3 separate regions of the Zea mays genome follow, and all the other regions are linked to region 1. A link is a contact called in public Hi-C data. All regions are on one chromosome and are shown on one strand. Each heading gives the region's core, a stretch centred on a gene start, on an enhancer-like site or on the middle of the called end of the contact. The rest is flanking DNA. Distances are from core to core; before and after follow the strand shown.

Region 1 (3,558 bases), core at 791-3,290:
TTGGTGCTTAGAGATGTTGTAGGAATGCTTGGTATACTCCTCCATGCGCCTAGGGGTCCCTTTTATAGCCCCAAGGCAGCTAGGAGCCGTTGAGAGCAATCTGGGAAGGCAATTCTTGCCTTCTGCCGTCTGGCGCACCGGACAGTCCGTTGCACACCGAACACTGTCCGGTGCCCGATTTCTTTCCTTAACTGACGCAGCCGACCGTTGGCAGACTTGGAGCCGTTGGCGCACCGGACATGTCCGGTGCACACCGGACAGTCCGGTGCCCCCTTCTAGCCGTTGGCTCGGCCACGTGTCCCGCGCAGATCGCGCGGCCGACCGTTGGCCCGGCCGACTGTTGGCTCACCGGACAGTCCGGTGCACACCGGACAGTCCGGTGCACACCGGACAGTCCGGTGAATTATAGCCGTACGTCGCCGGTGAATTCCCGAGAGCAACCAGTTCGCCCGAGCCAGTCTGGCGCACCGGACACTGTCTGGTGCACCACCGGACAGTCCGGTGCTCCCAGACTGAGCAGATTCTTGGCTGCTCGAGCCAAGACATTCTCAATTGGATTTTTCCTGTTTCCAGCACTTAGACACAATACATTAGTCCATAAAACAATGTACTAAGTCTGAGAAACATACCTTTATCCTTGGTTTGTACTTTGTCCACCATTTTACATTTAAGAACTTGTGTTAGACACTAAATCACCAAAATACTTAGAAATGGCCCAAGGGCACATTTCCCTTTCACCGTCTCCCTCCGGCTGCCTCCCCCTTCGCGCTCCGTCTCGCGTCGACCCATCTGGGCTGGGGCACGCGGCGACAATTTACTCGTCGGTCCAGGGACCCCCCCGGTCTCGAAACGCCGACAGGTTTAAAACGCAAAAGTTATCACTGTTTTAAATTAGACTAAATTCCTGCATACGGATTAAAACGAAACAGTGAATAAATTACAAAACTGTCATCTTCTTCCTCCTCTCTTCTCCTTCCTCCCAACCATGGGAGGGGGAGGGGAGGGAGAGAGGAGGGGGTTGCGCAGGGGCCGAGCCGAGCGGGGCGCGCCCAGGGGAGGTCGGCTTGAGCCGCCAAGACCGTGGGCGCGCACTAGGGGAGACTGGCTCGGGCCGTCACCACCGCGGGCTAGACACCGGCGCCGCAGGCAGGGGCTGTGCGGTGGGGGAAAACAAGGGGAGGGGCACCGCCACCGGGGAAGGTGAGGGGAGGGATAGGGAGGCCCTGCACGGACGGGAAAACGAAGAAACCCTAGATATAACAATGTAGGTTTCTCTCTAGAGAAGAAGACCCTCGTCGGAGCCGAGCAGAAAATCGTCGATTGACGGAGATTCGGATGTCCGATTGTAAAGCCCAAAATTGGTAGAAAAAGAAATAAATAATAAAATAAATAGATATATTTATGATAGTATTTCTAGGATTTTTTTAAAAAGAAGCCTTTGGAGAATTTACTCGGACATTTCCTATTCATAATCAATTAATAATGTCAATTTAGTTAAATAGCCACTAAATAAATAATGGGGTGATGCATCTCTTGCTTGTAATTTGTGGTGATACATCCTATTAAAATGAGGTATCATAATTTAAATTTGACCTCAAAATTTTAAATGAAAACATAAAAGACAAAATGAGGAAAGAAATTGTGATTAAATCATTTATTACTAGAATTATATAATGGGAAGGAGAATAGATAATAATATGGAAATAGAAATGTTTATATTCATGATTGGATCATATTTGATATGGGGAAATCTGAATTTAAAATAGGAATTAGAATTTGAGTTGAATGGTAGAAATTTGAAATAGAAATTTGAAAATGTGAAAGAAATTAAAATAGAAAAGAAAAGGAAATGATCAAACTGGTGACTGGGCCGATTTCCTTCCCCGAGGCCCATCTACTCCTTATCCTCCTTTCCACCCACGCGGCCCACTTCCAAGTTTGCCCCGCTCTCGCAGTCGTCCGCGCGCCCGCGTTGTGGTGTCGCTGTCGGGTGGGGTCCAGATGTCGGTCGTCTAGCCGATTTTCTCTAGCGCACCCGTGTCGCCTACACGTGAGCCCCGTCAGCGACCACACCACACACGTGCTTCTGCCTTCGCTGGCTTGTGGACCGTCCCATCAGGCGCGTTTCCCCTCCTGCAGATCACACATGTTCGTCTTGGATGACCGCCATGTGGGGCCGGGTGTCAGGGCGTTTCTTCCCCACGGATCTCACCAACGGATGCAATATCGAGCCCATCCATGGTCGTCGTGATTTCCGGGCGGGTAGTTTCCACCCGAACCTGGGTATAAAAATCCACTCGCTGTGACCTCCTCTTCGCATCTCATCCAAGCACCACCACTGTAGATCATCAGGGCGTTTTGTCACGCTCGCCGGAATCACGTGGGCCACCGCGGACCTGTGGGCGAGGATTGGATTTGCTGTTGTCAATCCACGCTCGTGCCGCCGTCGGATTCTCGGGGCCGGGACTGGGAGCTTCGTCGTATTCCCCTGATGGTGCTAGTGGCCACCTCATGCGTGGCGTGACTGGGGGGCGCGACGAATTGCTCGCCGATGAGAAGGCCGCCAGGAAGCCACTGGGTCGCGTAGACCGGACAGTCCCGTTGCTCGATCTAAGGTGAAAACTTATCCAAGCTGTTGGTCATGCCCGTCTCCCCCTATCGCTCTATTCGGATCGAATTTTGGAGCACCATGGTCGTGGCGTGCTACTCCGGCGGGGGCGCCGTCGCCCTGAGCAACTGCTGCATCGGGGTCACGGCTAGGGAAAGAAGACGATGCGCGGGCCGTCTGATTGTTGTTGGGCGGTGGTGATTAGATCACATAGTAATAGAACCCGAGCCTTCAGATTGAAATCATGCAGTAGTTATTAAATCAGGCGCATACCGATTCAGGATCGGATCCAAGCCATCGATCGTCTAATCAGCGGCTCCGGTGAACTCAACCACTCAGTTCTGCGCTCATCTTACAAACAAGCCCCTGGGTTTCACCGAAATGAACCCGCCGTCCTGGTGAGAGTAGGGGAAATTCAGTTTTGGTCCTAAAAGTTACATGCTACACCCTGTAGTTTTTCAAAATATTAGCAGTAGTCCGCTGATTGCTGTTATTTGATAAAATTAATCCAAAAATGACTTCTAGTGTATAAATAATTCCAGAACCTTGTAAAATTCATAATTAATTCATTTTAACTTCTTTTTGGTCGATTCTAGTTGCATTAAATATATAATAATATTGTTTATCATCTGGTAACCATAGTTTGTTATGAAGCTTAGATTAAAAAGTATGTACTTAGTTTCTTTTTAATCCAATACTTAAAACTTCGGAAATCCATAACTTCTTCGTTTTAATTCCGATTTGGTTCGTTCAAGTCGCGTTAGCTTCGTATAAATATTTACTATGCTGTAACAACATTGATTATACCATATCGCATAATTCTGTAGTTAGATATTTATTTAACCTATGTCTACTAGATTAACTCTTCTAATCAAAGCTAACATGTTCATAATTATAATTGATTAAAATATAATCTCTAGTCAAGTTATAATTAAGATTAAAGTTGAATT
Region 2 (3,887 bases), core at 95-2,594, 200 kb before region 1:
TTATCTCGGTCTATAAACTTTTAAAGTATATCTCTTAAAGCATTATCCATGTTCGGGTCTCTCTTAGATCTAAAACAGATCAAAACAGACCCAATAAAAGGGCCTTTCCCATCTTCTTGCTTAAACTTTCCTGAAAAATCAATAACCCTCTCAAGACCTCATCAACAACTATTGAAAAGAGTTTTTTTTTAAAAAAAAATCTTCTTTTTTGAACACGATCTAGAGAAGACATCAAATAGAAAATAACTTGTGAAATTAATCTTAGTAGTATGAAATGACAAAACAAAATCGACAAAACATAGCCGCTCCACCACCTCGCAATGAAACCTCACTTGCGCTCTCTAAGCTGCTCACCAAACTAAATTTGTTACCATCATTCCTCTCGTATTTCACTGTCTTTTCAGTTTTGAACGAGCGTGACGTAACATACATTCCTTCCCCTCGGCATTTTAATTGGCATAGCCAGAAAACTCTTGCCGGTCTTTTATGGCTAAGCCTTCCGAGTTCTCTAGTTTTGCAGAGTACTCATGTTTGCTTCTTCTCTTGTGGACAAAGAATCGGCCGACTCTGAAGCATAGCTGCAAGTCTCAACAACAGCAAAATCGACAAAATCAAGCGACTCTGAAGCTTAGCTGCAAGTCTCAACCGCCATGTTCTGCGCACCGCAAGTTTCCTCCTCCCCGCGTTGGTTTATGCAAGAAAACGGGGAGACTCGACAGACAAGTTTAAGGACTGGAATTGTACTTTATTCACGGCCAGATTGTCGCATGACTGATGAAGTTCACCTACCGACAACATGTATCGTTATTCATTAAAGTGATGCTAGCCATTCAAGGTTCCATGATCACGCAATTTGCATCTGTGGTTAGAAATACTGTAGAGCCCAAGACAGTGGGCGAACAAAGAATCCGCCGTACAAGATCGGGCGAGAACAACCGCCGCACGAAAACGCATCTCAGCTCCCGGTCCCCAGAGAGGCAAATTATGCCACGGCAACATTCAACCTCTCCTCAATTCGTCAAGATTCTGTATACATCGCTACACGTTCTTAAAGGGAAACTTGTTGCCAGGCGGGCGCGCAAGGATCGTGTGTGCAACGCACCTGGAACAGGATCTTGACGCGCTCGAGCGGCGCGACAGCGGTCTTGGCGACTCCCCCGGCGACCCCTCCGGCGAGGAGCTCCCGCACGGCGAGCGGCAACCCGGGGCCGCTGGTCTCTGCAGCCTCCCTGGCCCGCGCGTCCATGCCGCGCGCCCCCCGCCGGCTTCCTCCCCTCCCTTTCCCTCCTCTCGCGCGCGCGGCGGGAGGAGAGCGAGAGGCGTAGGCGACACGAATTGAGGTGGAAGAGAAGGGAGACCGCGCGTAGGAATTGAAGGCGGAAGGGAATCAGGCCAATCAGGCAGCGCGGGGCCCACGTGTAAGTGAAAGCGGTACGGGGCCACGTGTACACGGCGGTGGGCGGCGGAAGGCGAAAGGAAGGTGCTGTTTGGTTCAGCTTTTTTCTGAACAGCTTTTCTGATAATCTGGCTGTGAGGAGAATCTGGCTATTGGGAAAATCTGAGTATTATTAGGATTACGTGCGGAGGAAGATAAAAATGTTCATAGGGCTCTGGATCTAGAAAGTGACGGATTCCTACTATTGCAACAACTCAACCGATTATATGTTTATGTTGATTTTGAATAGTTTTTACCTAAACAAATTTTATAAAAGCTGGCTGAAAAGCTGATGCGTTTGGTAGTCCGCAGCAGCTTTTGGTGGCCAGAAGCTGGAAAAAGCTGAAACAAACAGGGGCGAAGCCGCCGGTCAGACGTGGTGGAATCAGCAGTTGGCTGGTGGTGGAGGGCGCGCGTAGCCACCGAGCCGAGAATGTTTTATTATGAAATGGACACGCGTGGTTCATGCTGATTGCTGCCTCGACAAGAGCATCTACAACAGCTGAATATCATCCAACCTATTAAGCACACGTACAACCTATTTAATATAACTTCTTTTAGGTGTCTCTAGAGAACTAAATAAAAAAATACAAGAGACATGCTCTTCTCCTCACAACTTTTAATACACATTGTCTCTTAGTTGTATTGATGATCCATGATCTCAAAATTATAACATGCAATATCTTTATCGTCTATTATACTTAAAAAACTGAACCGGTGTTCTAGGGTTGTAGATGCTCTTAGACTCTATTTAGGACGGCTCCGACTACAAAAAAATTGGTGAAATTATGGATAAGGTCATTAGGTGCTCTAAAAAATCGTGGAGCTGTAGATGTAAGTCTATCGGTACCTTGAATCAGGGGTACCCCTTACTACAGCATGAAGGCGTGGTGCCCACACGACTATCTCTAGTCACGTGACGAACAGCACCCGACTCCACCACGTGGATGGCCCCAGGGTCGCCATGTGGCCTGAGAAAACGATACACTCCAAGATACCAACAGTGGGTTCGGACCCCATGGGAAAATACCGGACCCCTGTACATGTAGATCGGGCCTCTGGGGCAAGGTTCAGGACCCCGCGAATGCGACCCGGACCTCCGGGACGGGTCCCGGACCCCTCTACGTGGGGTCCGGACTACCCACAGCCGAGTCCCGGGACTCAGGGGCAGAGAATACCCAGGCCTTGCTCAGGCAGGGGTCCGGTGCCGACGCGTGTCCAGGCCTAGCCTGGTGCGGACCTGTCCGCGTAGCGCTACTGCTCCCTGCCAAGGCGGTGACATGATGCTGCCATGTGGCCTACCGCACGTGACGTAAGCTAGCGGGCGGAGCCTGACGTAAGGCCTCTGGGCCGCGCTGTCTCTACATTTATTGCGGAGAAGACGCGCCGCCTGACTATCCCGCTGACAGGCGATGTGCCCTTCGGCATTTAATGTGTCTTGTCCACTCAGCTGGCAGGCGGCGTCCAGGCCAACTTGCAGGCGGCGTGCCTGTCCATCCCATTGCCAAACAGTACGCCCGTGCTGCGAAGTACACTATGCCCATCCATCGTCACTCGTACGTTGTCAGGGAAGCTTCCCCTACACGTCAATACTACGTAGATCGCGGATATCAGGCACAAGGAGATTGCTCCAACAGGGAGCATTAGTTGCTCCAAGTATTACATCTGTTATGTTCCTGGGACCACATGTCGGGGCTCAGAACCCTTGTACGTGCCCCCTTGAGCTAGAAAAGGGGAGGCATGCAACGACACTGAGGGACTCAAGCTCACTTAGACCCAGCTCAGGCTCACAAGTTCATACAAGCTCTCAAAACAACACACAATGGAGTAGAGTATTACGCTTCGGTGGCCCGAACCACTCTAAACCCTTGTGTGTCCTTGTGTTCGTTCATCGCTTAGCTGACAGGCAAAACGCTTAGGCCCCTCCTCATCTTAGGATTTAGGGCGGGTGCATTCTGCCACCCGGCCGGAGAATTTCCTCTTCGACATTTGGCGTGCCAGGTAGGGGGCTTGGCGCTAGGTTTTTGCTTGTCTTCCTGCTCGACACCATGGTCCACATCGTCGAGCACCAAAATTTCGTGCCCGAGGACTTCATCCTGAGGAGGAGGCTGCCACTTCCACTCCGCGGGCCACCAACCTCCCGGCGCCTGATGCAGCGGCTACAGTGCATTCTGCACGACCGCACACCCCCACGCAAACATCCAGGGCGCCTAGGGCTATGCTTGGGACGTTGTCAGCAGCCAGGGAATTGCTGCGCCACCCTTCTAGCTCCATGGCCTCTCCAGGGGCCATGAAGTAGTGGTGGGACAACGTCGACCGTCTAGTCGGCATGGCGCACTCTGGCTCAACCAGGCCCAGACCCCGGTCATCCCGGCGTCAACATGAGGCGTCGGCATTTGTGCGCTCACCCTCGGTAAGGGTAGCGCTAACTGAGGACCTGAGGGCGAAGCTC
Region 3 (3,966 bases), core at 68-2,567, 210 kb after region 1:
CACCCTCCTTGAGTAAGGAATTCGTTCAGAAAGAAAGGAACAATTCCACGGAGAACCACCAAACGAGCCCAACCAAGCAAATAAAGAACTAGACAGTTTAGGAACCCCTGCTAAAACAAGCGATACAAGAAAGAAAAAAAACTGGTGGTTAGGACACCGAGGCAGCACCCAAGAGCGTCGGGGCCAGAATCTTTAGCGCTAAAGTCGTTTGATGAAGGGGGCGTAGACGCACACAGTACGAGCGATCGAGGAACTCAACTAACTAGGCTGCCAGGTTGTGCATGGACAGAAAGGGCCAGGCAAGAACCGTGAGGTCCGAAGGGCGGAGGGAGGAGGGATATCGACATGGAAGGAGGGCGTTACGTAGGCAGACGAAGGCCGCCGGAGACGCGGCGGCGAGGAGCCCGCCATCTCGTGTCGTGCTGCTTCAGCGGCCGACGAAAATGCAGCTTCACGAATGGCGGGGGCGCAAGAGCAAGAGCAAGTGCAAGTGGTGGAAAACATGGAAAACCATACGCGGCCGGCCTGGGCGGGCTGCTGTTTGTTTTATCCGGGCCTCGTAATCCATCCATGAGCCAAAGAACACAACAAACCGAAACTACTTAACTTGCGGAGCTGACCAAGAAATGCAGCCCAGGAAATCCGGTTACGAGTCGAGCAGGGGCCACCGGATTCAAGCCGGGCCTCGTAATCCGAGTGGATAACGGTCGGGAACCGAATCGGTAATTCGGTATCCACATGAGCAAGAAGAACGCAACAGACCGGAACAACCTGCGGAACCTGAGCAAGAAACGCAAAAGCAATGCAACCCGGGAAATCCGATTACGACCAGAGGTCACCGAATTCAAGGGCCCACCACACCAATCCCTCCTTCTCCGCCCAAACCACCACCGGATACCATACCGCCCCCGAGAGGCCGAGACCCAGCGCTAAAAAGACAGAACAGTTAAGGCAGAGAGAGATGGCACAAGAGCGCCGGAATAGCCGAGAAACAAAGGATCGGAGAGGAGGGCCGTTGTAGTTGTGTACGGACCTTGCCGCCGAAGGAGATGCGCTCGACGTCGACCGACACAACGGAGCCGCCAGAGTCCCCCATCCCGGGCGCCGACGCCGCAGAGGAGAGATGGCTGGCCCGGCCTGCTCTGCTCGGGCCCGGCCGCTCCTCTTCTCCTCGCTATAAATTGCCTCGTGCGCCCCCCTCTCCCCGGCTTCGTCGCCTGTGTTGCCGTCGCTTATAAATGACGGAAGGGGGAGGAGGAGGAGCAGGCGGGCGCACCGTTCTCTCTCTCTCCTCGGCGCCCCACCCCTCTCTCTCCCCTCCCTTTTGTTGCCCTTCCTTTCGCTTGTCCTATATTCGCTCCGCCATTCCTGCACTTCTCTATTATTGCAGCGCAGCCCCCCGTTGTTGATTTGATTAGTTGACATGTTAACCGAAGGGTAAAACAGTCCACCGCACGACTAAGATAGTCCATAGGATTGGGATGATGCCACAGGACTGCTTCCATTACCGCAGGTGAGAAAACTAGCAACTTATTATTAATATATATAAAGAATGATGAATGCTTAATCCATAACAAAAAAATGGACGAATGATAGTTACAATACCATGTGGCTTTAGGGAAGTCTTTATGGTTTTCATAGCTGCCAGCTTAGAGGATGAGGAGGAGGGGTGAATTAAAACGGTATATAATGAAGGACATGGTAATACTTTTTCAATAAAAAAGTGTATTAAAACGACATTTGCGCATACATAGTACCTAAGGCTATGGCAGAAGATCATATATATGGTTATGCAAATTATGTAAAGCACTGCTATTTTTTTTATTATAGGTTGTACGGCTTGCCGAGTGAAGTATGAAAATAGAAAAATGTGGATGGATAAGTTGCCGAAGAGAACCTAAGTAAAATAAATGTGCTTTTCCTCTACGTACACACAAACAAACCTATGTATACAGCTATTAGACACACTGGACCACCTTGGAACCACCGTTTGTGAATCAAAGGGAGTTCTGTTATTGACTTGGCGCAATCCCGAGGTCCAAGATTACCAGGGAATCTAGATTGGGGAAAACAAGCTACGAGGCCTAGGCGTCGTGTTGCAATTCAAAAACAAGCCAGGGGGTCGCATGTAAGTTCACATTTCCCTTTAGGGCTTGTTCGGTTCTACCCCAATCCATATGGATTGAGGGGGATTGAGGGAGTTTCAATCCCTAGTAAGTCAAAATCCCCTCCAATCCATATCAATCATCTCCAATCCATATGAATTGAAAATAACCGAACAAGTCCTTAGCCGGCCTCGAACCGGAAGCACCGACGGTTGGCTCGTCTCCGACCTCTACCACGGGTGACCGCACCAGACCGTGGGAATCTGGACCGTTGGGGGCTCCGTTACAACGATCCAGATACCGACGCGTGTGCTTCTCCCGGCTCAGAAGCAACTTTTTTTAACCACGGGGTGAGTCGTCGGCCCGGCATGTCAGAGAAGGACAGCGTGCGGGCATTTCCCGTGGCAGGCCCACCAGCCAGACGACCGTTGGTCGAGGTGTCGCTTCTGAACACGTGTCCTTGTCCTATTCGCTAGCTACACGCGTGCGGCCCCACGCCATGGTGTCGGTAGGGAGCAGCCGCTGAGACATGTGGGTTTCCCGAGGGGCAAAACTGCGGGGTTTTGCTTGTTGCGCAGGAACAGTTTGATTAACAAACAAAGATTATACCCCTGCCTCCTAAAATAGTACATTCGTTTTAGACTGTTAATTAGATTAATACAATATTTGGGGCTAGTTTGGAAACACCGTTTTTCCAAGGGATTCCAATCTTCCTAAAAGAAATTAGTTTATTTTTCTTTGCGAAAACTAGAATCTTTTGGGAAAACGATGTTCCCAAACTAACCTTTGATGTATGTGTTTTATATATGTGTCTAGATTAATTGTCATCAGTTTGAATATGGACAAAAAAACAAAGGCCTAAAACAAATAATATATTAAGACAGGAGGGAGTATATTAAAGGAAAAAGTCTAAATTACTCCTCCGACTATAGACAAGGTTTACATACCTCCCTAGATTATTTTTTAATTTATTTCACCTCTTAATTCTTTTGAGTTTGTTCAGTTCACCCTTAACAAAATTTAACATTTTTATTTATTTATGTACAAAACGAGTTTTCAGCTAAAATTTTGTTGGTTAGTATCCAATAGCATATTTTTGCCTAGAACATATATTACGACTTTTTAAAATTATCTTGATGGGTTAGAGATCAGATAAGATAATAATTTAATAGTATAAAATTAATTATAAAATAATGACAAAAAAATTCTTAACATATTTTCTAATATAATTATGATGTCCTCGGACACCTAAAAATATGAACTTCAAATTCAATTTGTACACAAGGTGATTTTTAGGTTTATATTTTCTAAGGTCTGATTGAAAACATGTTAGAAAAATATGTTCAGATTTTTTATCATTATTTCATATTTATTTTTAACATTAAAGTTGTTATCTTATATGATCCATAACATATCAAAGTAACTATAAAAAATCATAATATATTTTTCTAGACTAAATTATATTATTAGTTACTAACCAATAAAATCTGAACTGATAACTCAGTTTGCACGTAAAGAAATAAAAAAACCAAATTTGATTAAAGAGTAAACCGAACCAACTTAGACCTTGTTCGGTTATTTTAATTTTATGTGGATTGGAGTGGGTTGGTGGGGATTGAGGTGTATTTTGACTTGTTATGGATTTAAAACGACTCAACCACATCCAATCCACACGATTTAGCATCAAAACGAACAAGATTTGTACAAAAACACTTTAGAGGGTTACGCGAACATTGTTTATAGAGATGAAGGAAGGAACTTGAGCTTTTTTTACCCCTCCGGCCCAAATCAAAAATTCATTTTAGCTTTTTAACGGATTTATACAATATTTGGTGTATGTATTTTACATATTTAACTAGAT

Evidence for each region. A called contact is a pair of places that touch in the nucleus more often than the background predicts.
Region 2: a Hi-C map of endosperm shows a contact between it and region 1, with 2.8 times the contacts expected there. The contact joins the promoter of COAC2 here to the enhancer-like site in region 1. A contact is called at or near these places in 2 of 25 Hi-C or Micro-C datasets (endosperm and leaf mesophyll).
Region 3: a Hi-C map of tassel shows a contact between it and region 1, with 2.6 times the contacts expected there. The contact joins the promoter of LOC103628577 here to the enhancer-like site in region 1. A contact is called at or near these places in 3 of 25 Hi-C or Micro-C datasets (ear, leaf and tassel).

What each region holds. Positions count from the first base shown.
Region 1 is chr5:155,804,296-155,807,853 of Zm-B73-REFERENCE-NAM-5.0, forward strand. No RefSeq gene overlaps it. Among protein-coding and RNA genes, the nearest start is that of LOC103627078, 63 kb to the left of the region's middle. Within about 2 kb of position 2,041, at least 19 of the 20 cell types and tissues checked have an H3K27ac peak or open chromatin away from gene starts, as enhancers often do. A contact at or near this core is called in ear, endosperm, leaf and 2 more, where this site is marked.
Region 2 is chr5:155,607,991-155,611,877 of Zm-B73-REFERENCE-NAM-5.0, forward strand. COAC2 (Mitochondrial carrier protein CoAc2) reads right to left here and starts at 1,345. Exons shown (of 7, transcript NM_001136788.1): 1 at 1,103-1,345. The coding sequence starts at 1,246.
Region 3 is chr5:156,011,046-156,015,011 of Zm-B73-REFERENCE-NAM-5.0, forward strand. LOC103628577 (protein NDL1) reads right to left here and starts at 1,318. Exons shown (of 11, transcript XM_020538509.3): 1 at 1,034-1,318. The coding sequence starts at 1,096.